Linked DNA regions of Sus scrofa: region 1 is linked to region 2. A link is a contact called in public promoter capture Hi-C data. All regions are on one chromosome and are shown on one strand. The core of a region is the stretch at or near the end of the contact, and the rest is flanking DNA. Distances in the headings are between cores, read along the strand shown.

Evidence for each region. Promoter capture Hi-C pulls out the DNA fragments that hold promoters and counts their contacts.
Region 1: a contact with region 2 is called in a promoter capture Hi-C map of fetal liver, with 2.4 times the contacts expected there. The contact joins the promoter of RNPEP here to the promoter of LAD1 in region 2. A contact is called at or near these places in 1 of 5 promoter capture datasets (fetal liver) and 1 of 2 datasets of contacts at active chromatin or transcription factors (skeletal muscle).

Annotation. Positions count from the first base shown.
Region 1 is chr10:24,214,769-24,221,282 of Sscrofa11.1, forward strand. It overlaps RNPEP (aminopeptidase B), which reads left to right and starts at 3,376. Exons shown (of 11, transcript XM_021064527.1): 1 at 3,376-4,019. The coding sequence starts at 3,579.
Region 2 is chr10:23,777,225-23,783,836 of Sscrofa11.1, forward strand. It overlaps LAD1 (ladinin-1), which reads right to left and starts at 2,519. Exons shown (of 9, transcript XM_005667997.3): 1 at 1,371-2,519. The coding sequence starts at 1,408.

The sequences.
Region 1 (6,514 bases), core at 2,126-4,625, 440 kb after region 2:
CGGGAAAATGAGTACATGACTAGGCAGATGTGTCTATACCCAACTGAAAAGCCTGACACTTTTGAAAAAAAAGGTATTAGATATTTCAGGCATACACCTGTAATTTTGTTTTTCAAGGAATTTACACATGTACTTTTTACAAATCCTTGTACTGTCCACAATACAAGAAGCAAAAGTTGTCACACCGAATAAGGACTTCCTGGTTTCATCTATAAAACTCCCACAAGAACTGACCGCCATCCTGGAGTTCCCGTCGTGGCGCAGTGGTTAACAAATCTGACTAGGAACCATGAGGTTGCGGGTTCCATCCCTGCCCTTGCTCAGTGGGTTAACGATCCGGCATTGCCGTGAGCTGTGGTGTAGGTCGCAGATGCGGCTCGGATTCCGTGTTGCTGTGGCTCTGGCGTAGGCTGGCAGCTACAGCTCTGATTGGACCCCTAGCCTGGGAACCTCCATATGCTGTAGGAGCGGCCCAAGAAATAGCAAAAAGACAAAAAAAAAAAAAAAAAAAAAAAAAGAATTGACCGCCATCCTGAACGTGGTGCTTGTTGTTTCATGTACTTACTGGTTTCTGCGTGCTTGGGGGATGCAGAAGTTTCCAGGCCAGAGTTTGCACCCACACCATAGCTGAAACCAGAGCCACAGCTGTGACAATGCTGGATCCTCAATGTACTGGGCCACCAGGGAACTCCTTTGTATTTTTAATTCATCGTTTTGAGATAATTGTAGCTTTGTAGAAAAACTGCAAAAATCAAGTTCAGTATACCTTCCACCCGGCTCCCCCTCCTGGGCCAGAGCCACAGCAACTCGGGATCCGAGCCGCGTCTGCGACCTACACCATAGCTCACGGCAACGCCGGATCCTTAACCCACTGAGCAAGGGCAGGGACCGAACCCGCAACCTCATGGTTCCTAGTCGGATTCGTTAACCACTGCACCATGACGGGAACTCCCTGGGAACATCTTAAATAGTGGTTATTTGAATAAAACGTTCGGGTCGGTTCCATCAGCTAAACCACACACCTCATTTGGATGGCGCCAGTTTTCCCTGGGATGTCTTTCCCTGTTGCAGGATCTAATACGAGCTTCTACCTTCCAGAGCTGTACCGTCTTCTCTGACCTGGATGGTTCCTCAGTTTCCCTGTCTGACCTTCATACTCACGCAGAGTAGAGACTTATTTTGAAGAAGCCCTTGGTTTGGGTTTGTCTGCTGTTTTCTCATAAGGTTGTGCCTTCACCCTCCTCTCATCATCAGGTCAAGGGTAGGTGGTGTCTGTGTAGGACTGCTGGTGACAGTGACCTTCTGATCCCTCGATTCTGGTGAGGGCTGCTGGCTTCGTCCGCCGTAAAATGACTGCTTTCCTCCTTGTAGTGAGTAACTATCTGGGGGGAGATACTTTGAAATGAGGCAAATATGTTTTTGCTTACACTTTTGCCTGCTAATTTTGGCACTGGCATTCTAACAGTGACTTCCCGTGTTTCTCATTCCTTCCTCCTGTATTATTCAGAATTCTCTTCTAAAGAAGAGAAGTCTCTTTTCCCTCGTTTATTTATTTGTTTATTCAGTTACTTATTGGCAAGGACTCACTGGTATTCATGTTATTTGGGGGCTGTAATCCAATTCTGTTGTTTATTTACTCACATGGTTCTAACTTTGGCTACCGGGAGCTCTTTTGGTTTAGCTCCTATGCCGTTTCAACATCGCTTTTTGTTATTGTTTGTTTTTTTTTCTTTTAGTACTTTATCACTTCCAAGCATCATAAGATGCTCCAGGCTCATTTTCTTTTTTCTTTTTTTGTCTTTTTAGGGCTGCACCCACAGCACATGGAGGTTCCCAGGCTAGGGGTCAAATTGGATCTGTAGCTGCTGGCCTACACCACAGCTCAAGGCAATGCCGGCTCCTCAACCCACTGAGAGAGGCCAGGGATCAAACCTGCATTCTCATGGATACTGGTCAGATTTCAGTTTCCGCTGAGCCCCAGGCTTGTCTTCTATTTTCTCCAAGGAGCCCTACTTCCTTCTGATGGAGAATAGCATTTGGAATCCAAAATCTGGGTGTTGGGTACACTCATTGCTACTGGGGTGTCAGTGCTGCTCGTTTTTCCAGGGGATCATGCCAAGGAATGTATGTAATATACTAACCCATGCACTACACTTCTGCGTCCATCCATGTGCATATAAAACAGAAACCACCAGGCCCTCTAGCTCTATCTAGTCCAGCAGCACAGGGTTCATTCTATCCCTTTCTTTCCTATTTGTAACTGCAGCTTACAAATAGGAACCCTGGTTCTCTTTATCTACAATAATGTACTTATTTGTTCAATCCTAATTATCTACAGTGCAATTCCAGAATTGTTCAGCCATAGCTCTGTGAAAAGCAAATTTGCTTTTCACAACAGGTTTATTTTATGGCCCAGATTATGGTCTATTTGGTGAATGTTCCTTGTGACCTTGAGAGGAGCATGTATGCTGATATTCTATAAAAGCCAGTAAGGTCTAGGTGATTGATAGTGTTGTTCAGACCTTATATATCCTTATTGATTTTCTGTCTAGTGGTTCAATTAACTGCTGAGAGATGAGTGTTTAATGTCCAGCTGTAGTTGTGGATTTGCCTATTTTTCCTTTCAGTTTTTGCCGCGTGTTTGGAAGCTCTCTTGTGAGTGAAACACACATTTAGTAAAAGGTATGTCAACTCCGTAAAAGTAGGACCCCTGTGCTAGGATACTGTTTCCTTTTATGAGAAACTCCCCACGGTGTCGCTTTTAAAATCTCATTTCCTAGCTGATCGGTAAAAATCTCACCATGGACCGGTTCCGCCTCACAGAAAGGGGACCGCAACCACTGGTACAGAGAAGGGGCACAGCATGAAGTGGGGTATCCTGGCTGACAGAAGGGCACACCGCCCGCCGCACCTTAAGGGTGCTGTGCTTGTCCCCACCCTTGGGGAAGGACAGAAGGAGCCCTGTGCCCAGTGCCAGGAGGACCTCCATAGGCTGTGGCATTCTGTGCTGTTTCCGATTAAGTTCTTCCAGCTCGAGAGACGGGTATAATTCCTCTGTTTTACAGGTGCACAGAGAGATGCGGAAAGAGCCTCCTTTCTTGGAGGCGGTTTGCCCAACACGACCGGGCCCTAACAATTCGAGCGCCAGGAGTGCGATCTCCAACCAAGTCCCCTGCAATCCGGGCTCAGTGCGACCTGCCTGGAGGAGTAGGACACGGGAAACCTCAGTACAGAAGGGACTGGGGAACATCCCGGTGGGGTGGGATGAATTTGGGAGAAGATGGATCAAATTGGCGTCCCAGCTGTGCAGATTGGGGGGGGGAGAAGAGGCCTCAAGAAGGGGGCGTGACCAAGACAGCTTCCGGGGCGTGGTCATAGGGGCGGGGCCTACCCGGGTGAGCGGAGGCCTTGGGGATCCCAACCCACCGGGAGCGTCGGGGCGGGGCCGGGCCGGGCCAGGCCAGCGGCCGGATGGGATGCGGTAGTATCGGGGTACCGGGCGAGAGGCAGGGCGTTTGGGGGCGTGGCCACGCCGGGTTCCGGGTTCTGTGGCGGGCCCGGCAAGGCGGCGGAGAGGCATGGCGGGCAGCGGGCCTGGGGCCGGCAGGCGGGTGCTGCGCTCCGCGCAGGCGGAGGATGTGGCGTCGGCCTCCAACTTCCGCGCCTTCGAGTTGCTGCACTTGCACCTGGACCTGCGGGCCGAGTTCGGGCCACCAGGGCCCGGGCCGGGCAGCCGCGGGCTGAGCGGCTCGGCGGTGCTAGAGCTGCGCTGCCTGGAGCCCGGCGGCGCCGCGGAGCTGCGGCTGGACTCGCACCCGTGCTTGGAGGTGACGGCGGCGGTGCTGCGGCGAGGGCAGCCGGGCCCGGGGCAGCCGGAGCCGGAGCCAGAGCCGGTGCCGGTGTGCACACAGCCCTTCTCGCACTACGGCCAGGCCCTCTGTGTGCGCTTCCCGCAGCCCTGCAGCGCCGGCGAGCACATGCAGGTGCAGCTCACCTACCGCGTGGGTGAAGGACCAGGGGTGAGTGCCCCCGTCCCGCTCCGGCCCCTCCTCCCGGCTCAGACGCCCCATCCCCTTCCACCGCCCCACCACACCTCTGCCCCCTCCTCATCCAGATGAACCCTCCTCCCCCCACCGCTCTTAGGGCACCACTGTCTCTAGTCCAGGGCTTCCCAGGAAGTCACCACATCCTCCCAATCACGAACTGAAGTTAGAACTGTCACTGTCCTGGACGTAGGCTGGGCCCTGGCGGAGAGCCGCTTTGTTCTGCTCTAGGGCGGCCCTGACCCTGCTGGCTCATTACCCGGAGCTGACTCAGGCCTTTTGGCGGCGGGAGTTGGCGGGGGCGGACCTTCCAGTGCCTCAGCTGAAACAGCCCCGGAACTGGGCAGTTTCCTTTTGGGACATCCTGGGTTTGATGAACAAAAGAATTTGAGTAAAAGTGGGTACTGGAATGAGGATGTGCCAGGCTTTGTGATAACTTGGCGTTCTCACTCTTGGTTGACTCCTGAATTTTAACCACGGGTGTGGAGGGTGGCAAATATTGAAATTTTGGAGAGCAGAAGGGGGAGGATCATGGGCCCACATCTGTGAGAGTCCCAAGTCCTTCCGGGAGATTCCAGGCGTGGCTACAAGCCCTGTCTTGGGTAGGGGCGCTTAGGTCCCCCAGATGCCTGCCTGCCACTGAAGTCTGCTTATCTGGTGGCACTAATCCTTTTTGCTCTTGGAGCTGGCTCAAAGGGCAGTTCTCTTTCTCTTTTTCTTTCTACTAAACTTTTTGCTTTTAGAGCTGGCTCAAAGAGCAGTTTTCTTTCTTTATCTTTTTCTTTTTGGCTTTCTAGGGCCACACCTGCGGCATATAGAGGTTCCCAGGCTAGGGGTCCAATCAGAGCTGCAGCAGCCAGCCTACGCCACAGCCATAGCAACACAGGATCCAAACCACATCTGAGACCAGGGATCGAACCCTCATCCTCATGGATCCTAGTCGGATTCGTTTCCTCTGGGCCTCCAGGGCAGTTCTGTTTCCATCTTTTACCATTCAGGAAATAAATGAACCTTATGATAGATCTTGTCCAACAGGTTAAAGTCGAAAGTAATGTAGACTGACCTCTGAGGCAAAGGAGAAGCCCAGGGACCTCTAGAATAACATGACCTCTGGAAATATGTTTGGTTGTTTGCTTATATTCTGGTTCTGGTTGGGGGCAGAAATTCAACAGAATAACTGGAAACATTAGATCCTCCTGGATTTGCCTACTAAAGGTGGCATCCTAAGTGAAATATCAGAGCTAAATAGCTCTCATTTAAGACGTAATAGCCTCCCTTGACACAAAACTGCCCTTTGTGCTGGGAAGGTCTCCGCCGATGGCACTGTGCCTGTTCCTTCGCATTGCCACTGTCATGGTGGATCGTAGCCTCTCCCTGACTGGACTCAATCGTGTATATGTCCTGCCAGCCTCCTTCCTTCTCTTCGCATGATTAAAACAAAAGCAAAACTCCAGCACGGAGGGTGAGTAAGGAATTTCGGTGGAGGGGATGATGGTCAGTATTTATCAGGATGCTCCCGACAGCAGTTCCATGCATGTCATTGCAAAGGTCCTCATATAGGCCTGCCATCTTGTGAGGACTCTGTCAGCTCTTACTGCCAACTCAGGACAGTTTTTTTTCATGGATAGGACATCCTTTTTTTTTTTTTTTTTTTGGTATTTTCTAGGGCTGCTCCTGCAGCATATGGAGGTTCCCAGGCTAGGGGTCCAGTCGGAGCTGTAGCCACCGGCCTACCCAGAGCCACAGCAACGCCAGATCCAAACCGCATCTGCAACCTACACCACAGCTCACGGCAACACCGGATCCTTAACCCACTGAGCGAGGCCAGGGATCGAACCCACAACCTCACGGTTCCTAGTCGGATTCGTTTCCGCTGTGCCACGACAGGAACTCCTAGACTGTATTTTTTTCAGAGCAGACTTGGTTTCCCAGCAAAATTGCGTGGAAGTTCACAGAGTTAAGATGTCATTTTTGTAACGTTGTAATGAGGGCAGTAGTGTCCACGTGGCTTATGGCTGCTGTGCCGACCTGTGGTCACCTGGCTGAGGCTGAACCTGTCAGGTTTCTCCACCAGGACATCACTCTTTTCACCCCCTCACCACACCTCCCCCCCCACATACACACCACGTACACCACACACACACACCCACTCTCAAGTAAAGAAAAACCCAGCCTTCCAGTGCATCTCCTTTATGCCTCTTAAAAGTTGGTCAGATGCCTCTGTGTTCAGTGCCCTCATCTCAGCCACCCAGATGCCCTTCCTGCCTCCGTCTGGGAAGCCAGGGTCCCTCCGGGCCCTGCTCATGCTGCTGCCGCCCCTGGAGAAGGTCCTCTCCCTTCCTTCCCAGCTGCCCCAGTCTGCCCACTTGTGAAGGTCCAGCCTAGGAGTTTTGCCTCCTGCAGAAGCACTCCTGGAACCCCCCGGCCCTCTCCTAAACTCTCTCTGCCGTGTAATGCCGATGCCATCAGCT
Region 2 (6,612 bases), core at 1,269-3,768:
GCAGCCACAGGGACCCAGACCATCGGGGCAGAGGACCAGCTAAGACCAGCCCAGTTGCCACTCAGCACATACCACCTACTTGCAACCAGGCACATCTCAGACACAGAGTCACACACACCCCAGCAGACGGTGGGCTCCCGACTCAGTTGTGCCTGCTTTGTGCGTTTAACCCGATGCCCTGCATGGTGGTCTTCAATGGACTTCCAAGGCTCAGACCCCGTGTCAGAACCTTCCGCCCACCAACACAGGGCCCGCACATGCGTGCACGCACACGCACAGCCCGAACAGACACTCCTGCCTCAACCCTGGCACAATGACCCACACACAGAGTCCAAGGCCTTGACCCCAGCCCCACCCTCAGCACAGACCCTCCCTGGGTGTGTCCAGCCTCTGCCCAGCCCCAGTCCAGAGCACCAGGCTCCTCCTTTCCTGGGGGGGGGGGCTTTCCCCTTTCTAGCACCCCCTGCCCTGGGCTCCTGAGCATGGGGGTGACTAGGTGACTATGCTTCAGAGCAGTGAGCTCTGAGGGTCCAGGGAAGACAGGGCCTGGAGACTGAACTGAGCTGCCATGGGGAGGCCAGGCGTCAGAGCCTGGGGAAGCTTTGGAGCCCTGGGGAGGGAGGGAGCAGGAGAGCGAGAGCACCTGCACCTGGACGGGGAAGGCCTTTGAGGGGCTGGTCCACAGCAGCAGAGGGGCCCGGCCTCACCAAAGACCCCAAGATTGAGCGCCACCTGAAAGGGGCCCAGGCAGTTTCTACCTGGCAGGAGCCTTCAGGGTCAAAGGAGTGGGGACCCAGCTCGATCCATCTACTGTGTGAGCCTTGGTCTCCTGAGAGCCAGTGGGGGTGGGGGAGTGGGGGGGACCCGAGGTGATAATGCTTGCTTGTGGGGGCCCCACCCGCAGGAGGGGTGCTACCTCCCAGACACCCCCCTTCTCTGACCCTGACAGGAGTCCACTGGGCAGGGATTAGACCCCCAGTCCCTGGACCCTTTGAAAGACCAGCTCACAAGTAAGGACAAGTAAGCCCAGAGGGGGACAGCAACTCTCCTGAAGTCACCCAGCCCAGACAGCACCCCAAAAGGCCACACTCGGAACCTGAGCTTCATCCGTGGGCTCTGGTCCTATTCTGCTGACCCTCCAAGGCCACGGCTGCCTGGCACTGCGCCTCCCTCCTCCTGGCCAAGGGGGCCACTCACAACTCTGGGCAGGACAGCCCTCCCCAGGCACCCTGCTTGCGTCTCAGTCCCCAAGAGAAGGCAGGAAGCGATGGGGTTGCCAGCACCCCTGGGGGGCCCCAGTTTGGCCCCCCACTCTGTCGCCCCCGAGGGCGGCCAGGGCCCCCCGAGGTCGGGAGAGGCCGAGGGCTCACCTGGACAGCGTAGCCCAGCTCTTCCTGCTGCCGGACATGCCGCCGGAGCCCGCGCCCGCCGCGTGCGTCGTGTCCGCTCGGCGCCGCCCCGTGCGCGCCCCGCCCGCCGCCGCCACCGCCGCCGCCGCCGCGGATCAGGTAGGCTCACCTGGCCTCTTATCCCACCGGCCGCGCCCCGCGCAGCCGCGCGCCGCCAGCCGCCCGGGATTGGCCTGTGGGTGGGGGCGTCGCAGATGAAGCCGCCCCGGTCCCCGCCCCGGCCGCGCGCCCAGGACCGGCCGCCGCACCGATGGACCGACCGACGGACGGATCGGCGCCCCAGCCGCGCGGGGCGGAGGCGGGGACTTCCTGCTTGGAACCAGTCGGACCAGCCCGCCAGGCCGCCCCCTCCCGCAGGTGCCACGGCCCCGGGCTGTAGCCCCGGGTCAGGCCCGCTCTCCGCCCGCAAACTGGCTTGGCCCCGGGAAGCCCGGGCGAGAAGCGGGCGGGGAGGTGGAAGCCTGGCTCAGGGCGGGACCGACCCCGGCCCACAGCCCCAGGTCCGGGGAGAAAGCAGGGCGCGCTTCCTCTGTGCTGCGCGCAAAACTGCTGGCACGCCCCGTGCAAAGCCCGCCCCTCCGCAACGGGAGCTTCGGCTGGGTCCTGCAAACACTGGAGTGCCCGCGGCTCTGTAAACGCAAAAGCGCTCTCGCTGGCTGGTCTGGACTTTGCGCTGGAGGGGCCCGGGTGTGGACCCGGCGGAGGAGGCGCGGCTTTTCCCGGAAGGGAGCAGCGAGCAGAGAGCTAGCCCTAGAGTTTTGGAGCAAGTGAGCCAGCATCAGGGACACCCCCTGGCTCCCTTGAAGGGCCGATGGGTGCCCATGCTTCCTGTCCGGGAGCTGGCCTCAGGAGGACCAGGCAGGGTCAGCAGCTGAGCAGGGAGAATCTTATCTTTCCGATGCATCAGAACTACAAGGTCAGCAGCCACGGCTCCCTGTCCCAGAGGAATGAGATGCAGCCCAGGCACCAGGAGGAGAAGCTGGGGGCGGGGAGCCGGTCTGCCAGCTTCCTGCTGGGCCTTGCTGGCCAGCCTGGCCTCCTTGTGGCAGTGAAATCTCCCAATGAAGGCCAAGCTGGCTGCTGAGTAGAGCCCAGGACACAAGCGCACACACGCACACACAAACCTAGCCTGCTAAGGCATCTCCTTCCCCAAACGCCCCCTCCTCCAGAGAGCCTTCCTTCTTGGCCAAAGGAGATGAGTGAGGTTTTATTGTTTTGGGGGTTTTTTTGTTTTGTTTGTTTTGTTTTTCTTTTTAGGGCCTCACCTGCAGCATAGGGAGGTTCCCGGGCTAGGGGTCTAATCAGAGCTGTAGCCACGGGCCTACACCACAGCCACAGCAACACTGGATCTGAGCCACATCTGCAACCTACACCACAGCTCATGGCAATGCCGGATCCTTAACCCACTGAGCAAGGCCAGGGATCGAACCTGCAACCTCATGGTTCCTAGTCGGATTCGCTAACCACTGAGCCACGATGGGAACTCCAGGAGTGAGGTTTAAGGAATGAGAGCGGACTGGGGGCCGGGAGATCACGCTTTGAGCTCTGCCATGTGTGAACCACATGACTTGGGGCAAATGACCTTCATCTGCGTAGTGGAAATAATGAGACTTTGTCCAGCTTCCTGCCAGGCTGTGGGGATCAACTGAGTCTGATGGTGAGTGTTGGTGACACTGGGGTAGGCAGTGAGACGGCTGACAAAGGCCCTGCAAAGGCCAAGGCAGGCTGTGAGCCCTTGGCTCTTCCAGGGAAAGAGAAAAAGGCAGTGGCAATAATGCATGTCCCTGGATGCTGGGCTTCTGGGCACTTCCTGGGGGACTGCTGTCACTGGGGACCAAGACAATGTTCTTCCCGTGGTTTGTCAGTGGTGACATCTCAACTGAGAAAGGAACCAGCCTAGTCCTTTGAAGCCTGGCCCCTCTAGGGACATTTCCAGAGGCCAGTGGACAATAAGGACTGTCTCTAAAACCCCAGCCTCCAAGAGATCCCGTCATGACGCAGCAGAAACGAGTCTGACGCAGAACCATGGGATTGCAGGTTCGATCCCTGGCCTCGCTCAGTGGGTTAAAGATCGGCATTGCCGTGAGCTGTGGTGTAGGTTGCAGATGCAGCTCGGATCTGGCGTTGCTGTGGCTGTGGTGTAGGCCAGTGGCTACAGCTCCGATTAGACCCCTAGCCTGGGAACCTCCGCATGCCATGGGTGCAGCCCTAAAAGACAAAAAGACAAAAAATAAAAAATAAATTAAAAAAAATAAAACCCCAGCCTCCAGCACCCTCTCCATGGCTGTAACCCCAAAGACAGGGAAGGCTGACGTGCAGATGATCTGGAAGTGAGGGAAGCATGTGGTGTTAGGACCCCAAAGTTCAAGGGCAGGCCTTGTGCACTTACTGGGCACTTTTCAGGTGCCAGGCACTGTGCTTGGTGCTGTAGGGCCACAGTTTCCTGAGGCTGCGGTAGCAAAGTCACAAACTGTGTGGCCTGAAACAACAGATTTTCTCACCGTTCTGGAGGCTGGAAGTCTGTCGGCAGAGCCATGCTCCCCCCGGAGGCTCAGAGTAGGACCTTCCTCGCAACCTCCTAGCTGCTGGTGGCGGCCAGCAGTGCTGGCATCCCCTGGCCTGCAGCTGCACTACTGCAACATCAGCCTTTGGTCCTAGGGACCCCTCCCTGTATCTCTGTGCCCTTGTCCAAAGATCCCTCTCCTTGAAAGAGCTCAGTCTTTTTTTTTTTTTTTTTTTTTGGTCTTCTTGCCTTTTCTAGGGCCACACCTGCGGCATATGGAGGTTCCCAGGCTAGGAGTCAAATTGGAGCTGTAGCCGCTGGCCTACACCAGAGCCACAGCAACGCGGGATCCAAGCCACGTTTTCAACCTACACCATAGCTCACGGCAACACCAGATCCTTAACCCACTGAGCAAGGCCAGGGATCGAACCCGCAACCTCGTGGTTCCTAGTCGGATTCGTTAGCCACTGAGCCACGACGAGAGCTCCAAAAGAGCTCAGTCTTGAGCTCATCCAGTGCCACCTCATTTAACTTGATCCCGTCTGCAAAGCCCCAATTCCCCAGCAAGGACCCATTCACAGGGACCCAGGGTTAGGAATCAACCATCCCTTTGTGGGGGAACTAATTCTCCCCATGACACTTGGCATTGGCTTTCAATGACTCAGAGATCTGAGGACTCGGTTTCTGTCCCCGAGACGTCCCCATTCTGGCCGTGGAGATGCACATGTGTTGGTGCACATACACGTGTGCTCCTAATCACACGAACACACACACACACCGTGTGTAAGAGTGTGTATACAAACACTCCTAACCATACACACCCCCAAGCAGCAGCCAAGGCAGACCATGATAAAAATGGAAGTTGTGGAGTTCCCGTCATGGTGCAGCAGAAACAAATCCAACTAGGAACCATGAGGATGTGGGTTCGATCCCTGGCCTCACTCAGTGGGTTGGGGATCCGGCGTTGCCCTGAGCTGTCTTGTAGGTCGAAGACGTGGCTCAGATCTGGCATTGCTGTGGCTGTGGCGTGGGCTGGTGGCTACAGCTCCGATTAGACCCCTAGCCTGGGGACCTCCATATGCCGCGGGAGCGGCCCAAGAAATAGCAACAACAACAACAAACAACAAAAAGACAAAAAGACAAAAAAAAAAAAAAAAAAAACTAAGGGGCTACCTTTAAGTCCATAAAAGAAAGAAGGGGCTTGAGCATGGCAGCCAGGAGGGGGAGGGGCGACAGCTGGATCTCTGGGGACCAGTGGTCCAGCAGGGTGCAGGAGGGGACGGCAGAGTGACTTCCACTCTACCTTGAAGGGCCAAAGTCAGGGGGTGGAGGTCACCTTAGACGGAGGGGACTGAGCCTCAGCTGACACCTGCGGCCTGGCAGTTCTTGGGGCCGCCCGAGAGGCGGCCAGCAGGCTCCCTGGCCCCAACTCTAGAATGAGAGGGCCCGGAAGGCACGGGGGAGCTGTCCAGCAGATGCCAGATGGTGTGGTGGGAGCTCAGGGGACAGCGGGGCAGGCGGAAGAGGGGGGCTCACGAGGGCAGGGGTGCTTTTCATGGCATCCATGTGTCTCATGGCATCTCGAGGAGGGAAGGGGTGTTGTGTTCACCCCAGTCTCCCTGGCGGCGAGCGGTGTAGGTCTGGAGAAATGCACTAACTTGCTCTGGGAAGAACGGGAAACCCCAGCCAGCCCGAGCCCCACCCCAGTGTCGCCTGGGGGGCTGAGGGCTCCCAGCCTGCAGGACCCTTGTTCTCCAGGATCTGGGCCACCCTGAGGGTAGTTGCTGTGAGAGTGTATGTGGTCAACCAGCTGGTGCTGAGCAGGCGCCTTGCCCGCTGGGAGCCACAGGGAGCCCAGAGCAGCGCGAGTTCTGGCTGCCAAACCCAGAAACCACCCAGAGGGTCTCTCCAGGGAAGACAGGAGCATGAATGCTGCTATTTCCTCATTTCGTTATTTCTCAGACTAATGTCTCAACCGGGCTGAACTTTCCAACCTTCGCCTCTAACACACTTCAACGCAGAAAGCATACCTTCATGCCACGTTGACAAAAAGCTGCAAACGTAAGCGAGGCATTGTTTCTGGAGCCGTGAACACATGGTTACATTATGCAGAGAGCCAGGAGAACAAACACACAAGACTGAAGATGACTTTATCCTTTGTGGAGAGGAGCGCGCAGGGGAGGCTTTTTTTTAAAATTGATCGGAGTTCCCATCGTGGCACAGTGGTTAACGAATCCGACTAAGAACCGTGAGGTTTCTGGTTCGATCCCTGACCTTGCTCAGTGGGTTACGGATCCGGCATTGCCGTGAACTGTGGTGTAGGTCTCAGACGCGGCTCAGATCCTGCAGCTGTAGCTCCGATTGGACCCCTAGCCTGGGAACCTCCATATGCTGCAGGAGCAGCCCTGGAAAAGGCAAAAAAAAAAAAGACAAGAAAAATAAATAAATAAATAAATAAAAAGTAAATTGAAGTGTAGGTGATTTACAATATTGTGTTAGTTTCAGGCATGCAGCACAGTAATTCAGTTCTATATATGTATGTATGAATATACACATAGGTATATGCAAATTATTATGAATAATTTATATGACATATGAATAGTTGTTATAAATAATTATAAAATAACTTATAAAATAAATATAAAATTAAATCAAGTATTTATTTATTTCCAGAATTATTTTCCACTGCAGGTTATTACC